Linked DNA regions of Mus musculus: region 2 is linked to region 1. A link is a contact called in public promoter capture Hi-C data. All regions are on one chromosome and are shown on one strand. The core of a region is the stretch at or near the end of the contact, and the rest is flanking DNA. Distances in the headings are between cores, read along the strand shown. Region 1 holds the start of Raf1 (v-raf-leukemia viral oncogene 1). Region 2 holds the start of Ccdc77 (coiled-coil domain containing 77).

Region 1 (2,834 bases), core at 189-2,688:
GAACCCTGACGTCTGTCTTCCTGCACCCCACATTTACTAGCTGCTCCCCCAAATCATCCCAACTCCCGCAGGCTATGCCTCTGAGCCTTGGTGCCAGCTGTTCCCTCCGCCGACAATGTCCTCCCCTCTGCCTCACCTGGCGGAACAGTCCTTCAAACTCCGCGCAGAAGCAAGCAAGGAACCTCAGGGCTTCTCGACTCTGCACCTAACTGTTCTAAATCCCAAGAACACTTGGGAAAACAAGCCTTATCACCTCCGGTTGTTTTCACGCCCCAGGAGCTGAGTCTCCAACGACCCCACAGGACGCATTGCAGGCATTCAGACGTGCCCTGAATTCATTCCCCACTTCTATACACAGACCTGGCCCATTCCCCAGGACCCAGTTACGTCTCAACCGGGAAAGAAGAGATTCGACTGTCCCTCCTAACAAAGAATGAAAACCAGAGGCACACCCTGGGCCCTGGAGAGAGAACAATGAATGAACACGGTCACCTCGTTTGTGTCCCAACTCTGCATCCATGCACCGGCTCTGCAAAAGCCTGGGAGGTTGTCGCTTCACACAAAAGGCAGCCTGGCTCCCGATCGCGAGCATCCCGGGCCACCCATTTGGAAGCCCCAGGCGAGGTCGCAAGCCTTTGAGGCGGGACCCTGACCGGTTTCTCTCGCTGCCTTCCCCGATTCCTCTTGTCTTCCCTAAAAGGGTGTCACTTAAGCGAAGCAGCCCGAGAGGAGGTGCAAGGCCGGGCTCCCCCCACTTCTGCAGCCCGAGAGAAAAAAGAACGAGCCCATCCCAGTGACAACACAGTCACTGGGCAGCTCTGGGAGGATTTTTTTTCCCCCATTGCCAAAATATGAGGAATGCTCGCTGGGCACCGGAGTGGCGCTGGCACGTTTCCGAGAAACACTGGGAAATCTGAGCAGGGGTGTGGAAACTGGCTCGCCGGCCATGACACCCGGCCCGCGCCCGGCCCGCCACCAGGATGACAGCGGCCTGGCCGACCCTGCGCCCCACGGTCGCACCGTCAGCCCTGTGGCCTACCTGAGGGAGCCGGGCAGTGCCGGGTCCCGTCGTGCAGCGGCAGCGGTGGTTGAGAGAACGCGTTGGTTGCGGTCACATTCGGCGTGTCCCCAGCCCGGGGGACGGGGCCCCGGGGAGGCCCCGCATCGCTGCACTAGCGCCCCGCGCCTCAGGGCACGCGCCCCAAAGCTCGGCCAGCTGGCCCGTCCGAGGGCCTGCGGAGAACAACAGAGAAGCCTTCCCGCCTCAAGTCCGCTCGGCTCTAACTCCCGCCATCCAAGATGGCGGCACCAGCACCCGCGAAGAAGACGCTCTCAGGCTATCCCGGGCGAGCTAGCCCTGCGCTCGACACTCGTCTCCACGACCTGCGGCGCCGCCGGGCTCACTGCCTCTGCGCGAGCTCCTGGGCTCGGCAGTCCGCTTAAAACTCGGCTCGGGGATCTATCGCTCGAGCCTGGAATGTGGCCCCGCCTCCGGGGGCGTGGCCTCGCGGTCCTGCGGCCGCCATTTCGGGGTTGACTCCGTGGTAGCAGAGTGACTGTTTCTGGTTGGAGGCCAGTGGTATTGGGCTGCAGCCGCGGTCCGGCCACCCGCGAGGCCCTCAGCGGGCCAGACGCGCCTGGTGACACACGGCACAGGGCTCCAGCTCTGGTGCTTCCTCTCCGAAGTTGACATCCGTGGAGAATGGCGGCCTAGGGGTTTTGTGGGAAAGCCCTCATGCTATGTGAAACCTCAGGTTCCTCATTTGTAGATGGAGTGTTCGCTGTAGTACACCAAGTTGACCAAAAACTAAAAGTATGGTGTTGCACACCTGTAATGCCAGCGCTTGGAAAGTGAGGGCAAGAGGGTCGGGAGTTCACGGTCATATGAGCTGCATGAGACCCTGTCTCAAAAAAGAAAAAAAAATTAAAATTGATGCGACAATATGGCCCACCGTAAACTGAAGCCTGTTGTGCGTCTTCGTACAGCCCCCGTGGAATAGACACCTGGAGGGCAATGTGTATTGTCAATTGTGCTTTTTTTTTTTTTTCCCCTCTTTGAAATAGGTTCTCAATTTTATTTATTTATTGTGGTTTTTCGAGACAGGGTTTCTTTGTCTAACAGCCCTGTCTGTCCTGGAACTCACTTTGTAAACCAGGCTGGCCTCGAGCTCAAAGAGATCGCTCTGCCTCTGCCTCTTGAGTGCTGGGATTAAAAGCATGTGCCAGATTCCCTCTTAATTTGAGGCTGGCCTCAGACTCTGGTTCTCCTACCTCTGTGTAAGTATTTTCCAAGTAGCCATTTGGGGACCCGCAAGGTGACTCAGAGAGTAAAAAGTGTGCAGAGTAAAACCTGATGGAAGAGAGAACAGGCTCCTGAAAGTTATCCTCTGACCTCCATTCGAACCCGGTGCTACGTGCGCAACCTGCAACCGCATTTACAAATACACAGACAAGTTTTTTTTTGTTTTTTTTAAGTAACCATTTATAAGTAAACATCTTTTGGCATTTAGTGCGTTCACAGTATTGTGTAACCACAACTTTGGTTCCAAAACATTTCCATTACTCTGAAATAAAATTACCCACTAAGCAGTTTAGTTTCTCACTAGCTCCCACCCAGAGCAACCACCAATACTCATTTTGCTACTACAGACCTGACTTCTAGATTATCTTGTGTGCGTGGATACTTATAAAGTATGGGGCCCTTTATGATTTAAGTCTTTTCACTTAGCCTGTTTCCGAGTTCATCTGTAACACATGTGTGCTAATACTTCACTCCTCTTTAGAGCTAAACTATTTCATCAGAAGTTTACACCAGATTTTCTGTCTAGGATAAC
Region 2 (2,943 bases), core at 387-2,886, 4.7 Mb after region 1:
TTTACTGTGAGCTGCCATGTGGGTGCTGGGAATCAAACCCAGGTCCCTTGGAAGAGCTGCCTGTGTTCTCAAACACTTGAACCGTCCCTCTAGCCCCTGTCTAATGATTTAAGGGAAAGGTTAGGCCATACTTTTCTAGATTCTCATATCCAGCCTGAGTTCCAGGACAACCAGCATTATATAGTGATAGATACCTTGTTCCAAAAAAAACAAAACAAACAAACAAACAAAACAAAACAAAAAAATCACAAGCTGACAAGTGGCTACTTACAGACACGAACATTAAATAAAGCCTAGAATTCAGAACTTTCTATTTTAGAGCCTAACCTCTCTTCCCTGACTTATTTTTATCTCTTTCCCCAGATATACCCTGTTTTTATAAAATGTTTTTTTTGTTTGTTTTTTTGGACAGGATCTCACTACGGCTGGCTTGGAACTATGTAAACCAGGCTGGTCTAAAACTTACAGAGATTGCCTGCCTCTGGCTCCCGAGCACTGGGATTAAAAGCTTATACACCACGCCAGAGGCACATAATGTTCTTGGTTCTATGCCTTTGCTCATGAGCTTCCTGGCAGTTCAATTATAACTCCTTCCACAACTCTAGTAAATTCACTTAATCAAGTGTATTCTGCATGTAAAATTCATCTTAAATACTATTTCTTCCATCTCTTTCTTGAGTTTTTCCATTCAAGACGATCTAGAAAGCCAATTGTAGTGGCATCTGTCATTAAAAGCTAGCACTGGGAAGATCACCCAACATTGAGGGCAGCCTAGGGTACAGAGTTGAATTCCAGGCAAGCCCGGAACAGAGCAAGGTCTTGTCTCAAATAAACAACAGAAAAACCATAAACTGATTGTGTACTTGTACTCCCAACACTCAGAAGACCGAGACAAGAGTATAATGCCAAGAGTTTGAGACCAGTCTGGTACATATAGTGAACTGCAAGCCCACGTGGGCTGCAGAGTAAGATTCCCGAATCAAAAAACAAAAACGAATAATTAAAAAAATTTAAAAGCTTTTTTTCCCCCCTCACTGATAAATGCCTGTATTTGCAGTTTTACTATGATAACCTATCTTCCAGGCAGACAGAAGCCATCTTAATCCTACCTTGCAAGGCAGGAATGCCTCTATTTATATAAAAGGTGATGGGTTTCTGTTTTGTAGGTGTAAGAGATCGAATTGAGGGCACAGGCGTGCTAAGCAAACACTCTACATATTGGCCACAACCCCGTCCCTAAAAAGTCGTATTTACCCGCATAACCACTTTCTGAAGTATTTTTATTATCCCTTATTTTTCAAACGAGGAAATCGAAGCTTAAGCAAGTGGGAGGAAGACGGAGACGGAACTCCGTCCATCTCAGGACGTCTGGATCCTGTTCTCTGGCAAGTTCATACAGTTCTTGAGCAGATCTTTGCTCAGTCATTCTTAAAGCTCTCCGCGTCCCGGAAACTTCTCTTTTTACAGACAATCTTTCCTTGACTGGCCCTAGGTTTAGTCTCCTGTAGCTCCCTTCCGCACTGATTACTAAGGCTTTTATCCCACCATATTTACTCCCCAAAAAACTTTCACCCTTTCCCTGAAATCCACACTCACCAAGTGCTAACCCCTGGCGTCCAACAACGCAACCGAAAAACAACTCAAATCAGCGAGCATCTACAAAATCCTACCAATCGCTCACGAGCTCAGGCGGCCTTTTAGGTTGCACACCAATAGGACGGTTGTTCACCCAGCAGTACTTCCCATCTTGCCTTGCGCCTCACCGGCAGAGGTTCCTGGGAAGTGTAGTTTCTCTTCTGCACACAGCATTGCGCAAAGACAGAATGCGTGTGGAGGGGGGAGGTAAGTATCCCTTGGCTGTTAGAACTCGTTTTGACAACTCAGTCTAAACTCACTTAACTATTTTCCTTTAATGAAACCTGTTGCATAAATGACATACATAATCACGAGAACTCCTCGGAGAGTTTAGTACACATTATCATTTGTTTCGAGTGAGCCTTTAGTTTGTTTCAAGTGAGCCTAAGAAACGTTCTACAAATCCTACGGAGTTGTAAAAGCCTGTAATCCCAATTCCTGAGAAGGGACATAAAAAGGATCAGGAGTTTGAGGGGAGGGGAGGGGAGGGGAGGGGAGGGGAGGGGAGGGGAGGGGAGGGGAGGGGAGGAGAGGAGAGGAGAGGAGAGGAGGAGACAGAGTTTTCTATGCCTTAGCTTAGATGTAATTAAAGAGGGATGGTTGTGAGCCACCATATGGGTGTGAGGAACCAAACCAGGACTCACTATGTATCCAGTTTAGCTTGGATCTTGCTGTGTAGAAGCCTCAGAGATCCTCCTGCATCTACCCTCAAATTCTGGGACTCAGGCATAAGCCCAGTGTATGGGAGGCAGGGGCAGCCAGCTGGGTCTACACAGCAAGTTCTAGGGCAGAACTACACCCTTAAACAAACAACAAACAAAACAAACACACAGAGAGGTATTATAGCTCATCACCTCTGACTCCAAACACATTTTAATGGCTCTTTGCTTGTTTGCTCAGTCATTGGATTCACCCTGCGACTGAACTAAGGCTTCAGGAATCATGGTCCTGCCGGGCGTGGTGGCACATGCCTTTAATCCCAGCACTCGGGAGGCAGAGGCAGGCCTCAGATTTCTGAGTTCGAGGCCAGCCTGGTCTACAAAGTGAGTTCCAGGATAGCCAGGGCTATACAGAGAAACCCTGTCTCAACAAAACAAAACAAAACAAAACAAAACAAAACAAAACAAAACCAAAAAAGGAATCATGGTTACTTAATGGTAAACAAGTATTCTACCACTGAACTATACTTCTCACCCAAGCCTGACTCCAAGAATTTCCCAGGGACTAACCAAAATAGAATAACAAAGAAGGAAAAACTATAAACTTTCTCTTTATCCTTTCCTATGACATGAATAGGAAAACCAATGA

The links. Promoter capture Hi-C pulls out the DNA fragments that hold promoters and counts their contacts.
Region 2: a contact with region 1 is called in a promoter capture Hi-C map of cranial neural crest. The contact joins the promoter of Ccdc77 here to the promoter of Raf1 in region 1.

The regions. Positions count from the first base shown.
Region 1 is chr6:115,675,197-115,678,030 of GRCm38.p6, forward strand. Raf1 (v-raf-leukemia viral oncogene 1) reads right to left here and starts at 1,439. Exons shown (of 17, transcript NM_029780.4): 1 at 1,040-1,439. D830050J10Rik (RIKEN cDNA D830050J10 gene) reads left to right here and starts at 772. Exons shown (of 1, transcript NR_152134.1): 1 at 772-2,834.
Region 2 is chr6:120,355,731-120,358,673 of GRCm38.p6, forward strand. It overlaps Ccdc77 (coiled-coil domain containing 77), which reads right to left and starts at 1,637. Exons shown (of 12, transcript NM_001381936.1): 1 at 1,597-1,637.